3 separate regions of the Mus musculus genome follow, and all the other regions are linked to region 2. Evidence: chromatin contacts called from public HiChIP or PLAC-seq data. All regions are on one chromosome and are shown on one strand. The core of a region is the stretch at or near the end of the contact, and the rest is flanking DNA. Distances in the headings are between cores, read along the strand shown. Region 1 overlaps Swap70 (SWA-70 protein). Region 2 overlaps Ampd3 (adenosine monophosphate deaminase 3). Region 3 has its middle 24 kb from the start of Swap70.

Evidence for each region. HiChIP or PLAC-seq counts read pairs in DNA pulled down with a chosen protein or histone mark.
Region 1: a contact with region 2 is called in an H3K27ac HiChIP or PLAC-seq map of thymic regulatory T cells, with 3 times the contacts expected there. The contact joins two enhancer-like sites. A contact is called at or near these places in 2 of 115 datasets of contacts at active chromatin or transcription factors (astrocytes and thymic regulatory T cells).
Region 3: a contact with region 2 is called in an H3K27ac HiChIP or PLAC-seq map of T-cell acute lymphoblastic leukemia, with 2.7 times the contacts expected there. The contact joins two enhancer-like sites.

Annotation. Positions count from the first base shown.
Region 1 is chr7:110,252,732-110,255,608 of GRCm38.p6, forward strand. All of the region lies in intron 2 of Swap70 (SWA-70 protein), which reads left to right. Among named protein-coding and RNA genes, the nearest start is that of Swap70, 32 kb to the left of the region's middle. Within about 2 kb of position 1,385, at least 14 of the 459 cell types and tissues checked have an H3K27ac peak or open chromatin away from gene starts, as enhancers often do. A contact at or near this core is called in thymic regulatory T cells, where this site is marked.
Region 2 is chr7:110,795,523-110,798,765 of GRCm38.p6, forward strand. It overlaps Ampd3 (adenosine monophosphate deaminase 3), which reads left to right. Exons shown (of 15, transcript NM_001276301.1): 6 at 157-286. Among named protein-coding and RNA genes, the nearest start is that of Gm39069, 16 kb to the left of the region's middle. Within about 2 kb of position 1,304, at least 134 of the 459 cell types and tissues checked have an H3K27ac peak or open chromatin away from gene starts, as enhancers often do. A contact at or near this core is called in T-cell acute lymphoblastic leukemia and thymic regulatory T cells, where this site is marked.
Region 3 is chr7:110,195,822-110,198,814 of GRCm38.p6, forward strand. No RefSeq gene overlaps it. Among named protein-coding and RNA genes, the nearest start is that of Swap70, 24 kb to the right of the region's middle. Within about 2 kb of position 1,555, at least 14 of the 459 cell types and tissues checked have an H3K27ac peak or open chromatin away from gene starts, as enhancers often do. A contact at or near this core is called in T-cell acute lymphoblastic leukemia, where this site is marked.

The DNA of each region.
Region 1 (2,877 bases), core at 135-2,634, 540 kb before region 2:
ATTTGTTCTTAACCCAGGATGGCCTTGAATTTACCAAGTAGAGGAGGAGAATGTTGACCTGTTGATCCTCCTGCCTCTACCTCCCAAGTGCTGATGTATTGTGCCCAACTTGAAGTTCTTTTTCTGGTTCATTTACTTTTGCTTTCAGTCCTCTGTCTGTGGTTATCATGGCACCATTGTCTGCTGTCTCACAAGTCGACTTCTTGTGGCTTGCTTTCCCCTTCTTTGTTTTTGAATATCTATTTTTCTAGACTATCAACTTGAAGATGCTCACAGCTGAATACCTCCCTCGCTTCTCCCTTGGTTTGTGCACTGTCTTAGTTAGGGTTTAACTGCTGTGAACAGATACCATGACCAAGGCAGCTCTTACAAGGACAGCATTTACTTGGGGATGACTTAAGAGTTTCAGAGGTTCAGTCCGTCATCATCAAGGTGGGAGCATGGCAGCATCCAGGCAGGCATGTTGTAGGCGGAGCTGAGGGTTTGACATCTTCGTCTGAAGGCTGCTAGTAGAACACTGACTTCCAGGCAGCTAGGGTAAGGGTCTTACAGTCCATACCCACAGTGACACACCTACTCCAACAGGGCTATACCTCCCAACAGTGCCACTCCCTGGTCCAAGCACACATACAAACCATCACATGTACCTTCTTTCTACCTCCTGAAACCCCTACACAACATGTCAGTGTGTCTGGTGTGCTCTCTACATTCACGTCCTCCCTTTAAAAACCTTGCTTGTTCTCTTGTGCTCAGACATAGCATACATTTGGCTTCAGCTTACTCCGGGAATTTGATCTGCCATCTTCCTGCCCATCAGCCCAAGTTGCCCTGCATGAGTGCTGCTGCTCCTGTGCCTTTTCCTCTCCTGCTCTTGAATGCCTTTCCTTGTCTTTAGTGTGCATACACACCACTTGCCATGACAGACAGACTGAGGACCACTTAATGGTCAGTCCTGTGTTTCCACTGTGTGGCATCCAGGTATCAAACTCACGTCATCAGGCTTACCAGCAAGTGCCTTTGCCCACCGAGCCACCTAGCTGGCCTTCAGCATAGTTTAAGGTCCACTTCAAGTGCTCTCTTTTCTACAAAGTACTAAACTGGCTTGTGTACTATTTCTTAAAATTGTAAGCCCTTTGTGATTTGACCTCTGTTCACTCTTCAGTTACCTATCAAGCCACTCCCTGGGGGAAACCTATAAATTACCAGACACTCAGGGAATCACTTCTTGTTCCTCGGAGCAGGAATTCATGCTTTTGTGCACATGTCCTGTCCATATGGCCTGTCTTTCACTTAGTGCTTTGTTCCCATGGTGCAGGCAGAGCTGGTGTCAGTGGCTGTTAGAAGTAGCTCTGCACAGATAACCTGCGTCACACAGGGACCTTTATCTTTGACAGAGTGGAAAGAGTTGGCCTTTAAGCCTTAGTTTTGATGTGTACCAGTCATGTAAACTTGAGTAAAGTACCTCAGTTTTCTGAACCTATTTCCTGATCTATAGAACAAGGATGCTGTTCAAATTATAAAATTATATCAAGTTAGTCTAAGTGAGGGCTAGGGGTGAGGTATTGGTTTTATAAGTTCAAATGCCTGTCTAACATTCACGATGCTCTGGGTTTTGTCCCCACTGGGGGTGTCAGTGGTGCACTTGGTAAATATGTGTGCCACCAGATCTGGCAACCCAAGTTTGGTTCCCAGGATCCGAGTGGTGGAAGGAAAGAACTGACTCCTGAAAGATATCTCCTGACCTTCACATATAAATAAGTCTTCAATAAATGTGTTGGAGCTAAATAAATAAACAAGTCAGGCAGGGACACATGGTTTCTCAGAGGCTGGCTTGCCAACCACAGACTCTGGTTAAAGATCAAGAGATCTCCGTGAGGCCAGCAGGGGCTTCACATTATACACAACACAGAGTGCTTCTCCAAAGACAAATAGAACACGATTTGCTCTTGTCCTGCTCTCCAGCTCCTCCACGCTGCCTTCCATATTGTCCCAGAGTATGGCTGTAAAAATGAAGACCACGGAGCCTTCAGCTGTTAGTACAGATAAAGTCCTGACTCTTTACCATGAGTGACCAACCTCTTCCTTAGAGCCTCAACTCTCCTTTGCCAGGTTTGGTCTGGCTCGAGTTGAACTCTAATGTGAGACACTTCACAGGCTCTTGATGGCTTTCACATGGAGACAGAAAAGTATATGTCCTTATTTTCTCTCCTCCATGACACCTGAACATGAGAATGTGCCCCAGGCTCAGGGGGGACCCACTGTAGTGAGTGGCATGGAGGCCACAGCACAGGTGCAGTGGTGTTGTCTCATGGTGTACTGGCTGTGGGGTCCCCACTAGTCTATTCCTCTGACTGAAGCTCTGACTCCTACTGTCACTGGCTCAGGTGCATTGCCTCCTTTTTCTTGCTCGTGTTGGATCTGTGGAGTTATTCCTTGTTCTCCTAATAAACTTCCTTTTTGTTTAAATGAACACAAGGTGGATTCTGTCCACCTGAGACCACCGTCGCATGGGTTTCCCACTTACATTTAACCACCTGCATTCCTTCTCAACTGGCCATGGTTGCTGCCACCCCTGGATGTTCTGACGTTCTATTCTACAATCTGGAACATGCTTTACCCATTCTTGATCTGTTTAACTTTTTTTTTTCAGTGTGAGGATCAAAACAGGCCGTGAACATGTTACATAAGCATTCCACCACCGAGCCACACCTCAGTTCAAATATCAATAGCCCCACATTCAGGTCGGATTAGCTACTCAGCATTCCCATGGGATCTTGGTTACAATAATTGTCTTTATGTTTCTTGGTGAGATTGATTGCATATCAGTCTCTGGAAAGTAATAATTACGGCATACATTTTTCTTGTTGAGGAATGAGA
Region 2 (3,243 bases), core at 54-2,553:
CTCAGCCAGGTCTGAGGAAAGCTGGAAGCATCTCGGCTCTTCTTCCTCCATGCTGTCAGAACCTGACCCTTCCAGCCCCGGTCACTACCCTGTCTTGAGGTTGCTAAACTGTCATTTGATGTCTTACTGGGGTCTCTATCTCTCACCAACTTGCAGGAAAACCTATTGTCACCGGCGACTGAACTTTCTGGAATCCAAGTTTAGCCTTCATGAGATGTTAAATGAAATGTCAGAGTTCAAGGAATTGAAGAGTAACCCCCACAGAGACTTTTATAATGTGAGAAAGGTATGTGGTGGCTGGTGTCCAAGCCACTCACCTGGCCCATACTGGGCCCAGGGAATGATGCCCTGGGTCTGTCTAGGTCCAGAGTTGGGTGAGCACCAGGTCTCCTGGCTGGAGTAGCCTGTGTGATAAAACATGCCTGTGCAGCAGGAAGACTGGCAGACTGTGTCCTTGACTCGGGTTGTCTCGGATACTGTGGTACCATTCTAGATCCACGGTGGAAAGTCTGTGTTGGTGCAAGTCTTTCTCCAGCATCAGAACATAGCCTGCTAACTGGTCTTAACAGTGGCGGCTTTAGGGTAGTGGGTGTGTTAGAGACATCACAGAGGGAAAGCTGTCAGGACCTGTCTGGACTTAGGAGTTGGCAGGTTTCCATCCTTTGGAGTCAGCTCTATTAAAGCAAAGCACTGAGATGCTCCAGCCTCTGCCCCTCCTCTGCCCCTGGAGTGGCCGCGTGGCTCTGGTACCTTCTGCCTTCAGGGGCAGCAACAGGGCAGGTGTGCGTTAGAGGATCCTGGCCTGGAGGCTTTTCCACTTTCTTCCAGGGGAAGGAAGACTTGGGATCATGCTGAGCATGGCTCGGATGGAGACCAAGACTCAACTTTCTGTTCATAAGAATCCTCAGAGACAAGTGCTGTGACGGGGGTGGGGAGTGGCTTTCAGAGGGGCCAGAACTGAGGAGGAGAGGCCGTGTGGTACAGGAGAAGGAACAGTGATAGCGGCCTCTGGGGAGGGAGCAGAGTGTGCAGATGTCAGGAGGGGGGAGGGAGGAGAGAGTGTGCAAGCTCGTGGGGTTGGAAGGTGGGTGACAGCCAAGTAGAGGGAGCTGTGGGAAGGTTCTGCACCATGGAGGCCTATGGACTTCTTAAAGAATGTCGTAAATCTCAGACTCTGGACCAAGAAGAGGCTTCGGAAGTAAGAGTAGGACACGTGGGTTATTGGATGCATGGGCAGAGGTGAAAGGTTGTGGTTAGACCACTTCCCTAGACACAACAGCCACTGTCTGTTCCTTATTTGGGTGGCTCAGTTTCTGTGAGAACTTAGCACATACCCTGGCAGATGGGGGAAACACCTCCCCCAGCCTGGCATAGCCCCGCCCCGCCCTCTGCAAGTGTGAGCGAGTGCTTTGGGCCTCTATAGCTCCTGAGGCTTGGGGCCAGGCTGGCCTAGCCAGCTGTGCTTCTGATGGTCCTGCGGTCATCCCTGGATGGCCCATGACTGTCCCTGGGCTGCTCCTTGGCCATGATGTGAGAGAGAATAGATGATTCTTGGGGTTTCCTGGCAGTCTGAGGTTGATGCCTGCTCTATCCACAACAGTCTGGCTTTTGGCACCTAAATTGGTCCCTAAGTATGAATCCAGAGCTGCTGAGTTAGGCCTGGTCCTCCAGGACAGGGGAGTTGGCAGGGTGCTGGGTGATTTGTTTTCTCACTCAAAATCTGGGTTCTAAGGACAAGACTGAGATTTAAAATCTACAGTGACAGGGAAGGGGTATCCCTATCTCCATGGTGGCTGCCATGTCCAGAGTCAGGCTCTAAAGTCAGCATGGGTAGTAAGGAATGAGTTTTGATATTGGGAGTCCCAACCAGCAGGACCCTATACTTGAGCGTGTAGTCTCTGCCCACCGCTAAGAAGGAAGGACTGTGTTTGCTACTTGGAAGTTGGATGTTGGATCGAAATGAGCATTGTCCACTTTGGTAAAGTGTAACACTAGGGACATCATAGGTATCATTTAGGCCAAGCCTGATCAAGTGGGGTCGGCTTCCTGAAGCTATTCAAGCTTAGAGAAAGAGTATGAGTATCGATTACTCATGTCTGCCATGGGTGTGAAAAGAGCCAGTGTTAGTTAGCTCAGGTCTCAGACATCAAACAGTGCTTCACTGAAATGTGACTGGTCTGTGAACCTTGATCTCACGTGACAGTAAAGTATCCGCGTAGATTCTTCTAGCCAGTCGAAGACACTAAAATGAAGGCCTTTTTTGACTTATTCTGCAAGTTGGAGTAGGGGATTCCTGGATGGCCCAGCTGGTTTCATTCTATGTCCTGTGACTCATGGGAGCTATGACAGGCTGTGTGTATGACTGTGAAGCTGGAAGACACAGCTAGAATGGCAAAGAATGTGTGGAGTCATGCTGAGTGAGGTAGGCCAAGCCAGGCTGGCTCCTTGTCGCCTCTCGGCTATGAAGCGCTGGAGCTTCAGCCCCGCTCCGTGTAATGTTCTGCATCTCACAGCTTTGAGTTCTTCTGTCTTTCCTGGAGGAGGGTCAAGAACTGATGGCAGGAAGGTCCCTGATGAGTGAGCACTGTCCCCAACACCATAGGCTGGCTGGGATAATGGACACACAAGTCCAATAGATCAAATGTCTGGCTTGGCATGTCTTAACAGATGACCAACCAGCTGTGGACAGCATTCCCCGGCTTGAGGTCAGTGTCTCCTCCCCCAAGCCTTGCCAGAGAGCCCAGTCTGCTGCAGTTCTAGCGTGCAGGCTGGAGTCTGGTAGGTAGCACCCTGAATTGTGACCTCTCTTGTCTTCTTGGGATCATGAGAGGTGAGCCAGCATGCTCACTGTGTCTCTAGGGCACCCGTTAGCCAGGTGACAGCCTGTAAGTGAAACAGTAAAAAAAGAAGAGAAAATGGAGGGGTGAGGGAGATAGGACAGGCAACGTGAGGAGTGATTGTACTCTAAAAAAACCCAAACAGCCCACTCTAGCTTGCATGTGCACGGGGATGGTGTGGCTGACTGAGGACAAGGGAAGAAGCCACGAGGCCAGGAAAGAGGTCGCTCTGGACTCAGGAGTGAGTTTTTTGGTGGCAGTGGGGGTGGGACACACGTTTGGGAGGTAGAACTGATGTGATTAGCTGGTACTGAGACGAGGGTAGGAAGGCCGCCCACTTTTTCACAATGAACTTCTGAGGTCAGGATCGGTCATTTCTCAAGACACTGAGGACCAGGAGATGGTC
Region 3 (2,993 bases), core at 305-2,804, 600 kb before region 2:
GCTGGGACTAAAGGCCCATGTTACCACCACTTGGCCATTTTTTTTTTAAACTTATTTAAACAGTAAAACTTTGGAAAAAACATTTCTTTGGGACAATTATCCTAACAAAGCTTGAGGCATGACTACAATGAACTCACTGCAAAGCACCTGTAGCCTCTTCCTCAAGAATTGGTTCTATTGACTAAGAAACAATGCTCAGGACCAGGGCCTATGGAGGAAGGGTTGTAACAAGCATAGTAGAAAACTCTTTTGCAAACAAAGCACAGGAAAGTTTTACACTAGGATGGGTTCTATTGACTGAGAAACACAGCTCAAGATAAGGAGATTCGGCGGAGGCCTGGCTGTACAGAAAAGCAAGGATTGCCAGACTATTAAACATCCACTGCAGCCTTCCAGGCCAACAGGTGTCAATTTCTTCCATTGAAGACAAAAAAACCTGTGTACTTAACAGTTCTGGCTTCTCTCTCTCGATCTGTAATTGGACCCTGTGCCCTCCACACTGTCTCAATAAAACAAACAAACAAACAAACAAAAAAGCAAGCAAGCAAACAAACAAAAAAACAAAAAAATCAAAGCATATAAAGAAAGAAAGCAAAAAGAAAGTCTAAGTAGACAGACTGCAGCTCAGTGGTAGAGCAGGCATTTGGCATACGTGAGGCCTGGGGTTCAAGCTTCAGACCTTAAAACAAAAGCAGAAAAGCTCTTCCTCTAAGCTTGAGGACTGATTTAGATCCCTGGGACCCACATAGTAGGAAAAGAGAACACAGTCCTCCAAGTTGTCCACGTCTGTGAGCTAAATGTGTGCTATGGCATGTATAGGCATGCTTATGCCCACTCGAGTGCATGCGCGCTCTCTCTCTCTTGTGTGTGTGTATGTGTGTGTGTGTGTATGTGTGTGTGTGTGTGTGTGTGTGTGTGTGTGTGAGCATGCACACACACACACACACACACACAATCTTAAAAAAGCAAGAGATTTGGTCTTAAAATGTAACGATTTGTTTTTTGTTTATTGTTTTTATTTTGAGATAGTCTCACTATATAGCCCTGACTTGGAATTCACTATGTAGTCCAGATTGGTCTTGAACTCACAGAAGTCTCCTTCTTTCTATCTCCTGAATTCTGGGATGCCATCACTAAGTCTTGAGTGTAGAGGTTTGATCTTTTGGGGTTTCAGCAGTTCAAATGATGAGTTCAGGGCCCCGCCTTTCAGATTTGAAAGTCCTATAGTGTGAGGGACTTAGAAGGGGAGCAGGTTGTGAATGGAGGCGATGGGCAGACTGGAGCAGACACACATGCTTGCCTCCTTCCTGCCTTACAGTGATAACATCTGAACAACACATCAGACGTTTGCCCTCCTGCCTTTCAGAAGTCCTGCGTGAACGTGGCCTCCATTTCCTCATCTGTAACCTGCCCTATAGTTTCACAGTCCGCAAGGTGAGGAGGGAGTTCTGAGTTCTAACAGAAGTTCCTCCTGCTACGGTGTCTGTCACACAGCACATTTATTTTTAATGTAACAACCAGACCTATGAAAATGAGGCGCATTTTCTATGAGTCAGAGGCACTCACTGGCCTTGGGTTGCACTTGTGTTCAAGAAGCCAGTGACTATTCATTGGGTGAGTACTACTGGGCCAGACTGGGAAGCTGCAGAGAGTTGTGATAAGACCCCCATTTCCTTGAAGCTCACCGTCATCCCTCTGTCACTCAGCTCACTCCCTTGATGAGTTGCAGGTGAGTGACTTTGACGACTTATGAAGCAAGGAGGACACTATAGCAGGACCAGCCACACGGGTGGCCTATCAGTGACCACCTTAAGCAGATGGCATTAGATGGTCTCAGGCAGGCTGGAGAGGTATTTCAGTGGTTAAGAGGACTGCTGCTCTTCGAGAGAACCCGGGTTCAGTTCCCAGTATCTGTGTGGTGACTCACAACCACCTGTAACTCCAGTTGCATTGAACCTGAGACCCTCTTTTGGCTCTTAGGGCGCCAGGCTTGTGCATGGTACATGTAGGCAAAATACACATGCATGGGAAAATAAAAATAATAAACAGCTTCAGGTCACAGGTACCATGCACCTGTGTACTAGTTTCTTGTTATTGTATACATTTGTGGTTGATATGTCTTGTTGCCATGTTTGTATAAATCTATCTTTTGGGGCTGGAGAAATGGCTCAGAAGTCAAGAGTGCTTGCTGCTCTTATAGAGGACTTGACCTTAGATCCTAACACCCATGTCTGACAGCTCAAAACCACCTATAACTCCAGTTTCAGGGTCTCCACTGCCTTCCTCTGGTCTCCACTGCAACTTGCACACATGGTGAGCACACACAGTTATATCCACATATAAACAAGCAAAAACCAATCTTCAAACAAACAAACAAGCAAGCAAGCAAACCCAGCAACATGCCAGGTCTGGTGGCACGTGCCTTTCATCCCAGCACTCAGGACACAGAGACAAGTGAATCTCTGAGTTTGAGGCCAACCTGATCTACACAGTGAGTTCCAGGACAGCCAGAGCTACATAGTGAGACCCTATCTCAAAGAAATAAAATAAAAACAAAACCATCAAAACAAAATAAAACAATAATTGTACACATGAAACAAACAAACAAACAAAAGCCCAGCAATGTAACTTTCCAGCCCCGTGACTTAGAATCCATTCGCTCCTGCAGGAGGATGGAATTGGCTCTGCCTGGCTGCACAGGGCAACTGCAGCACTCACGCGTCCACTTTGAAGTTTTCTGGCTATGAACCTGTGGCTACATGGCTCCTTAGACCACAGACAGCCCGTTTGACTCTGTAGAGTTAGGTTTTCATTTTCTAAGGTTGAATTGAGGGGCTGAGGAAGTGGCTCAGTTGGGAGAGTTGCCTACTTAAGGCATTAGACTTAATCCCCAGCACTGGAAACCCAGGCATGGTGGCCCATGTCTGTAATTCCAGCCCTCAGGATTCCATAGCCAGTCTTGTTTCAAGGTTATTTAAAGTCCAAGACGGTTC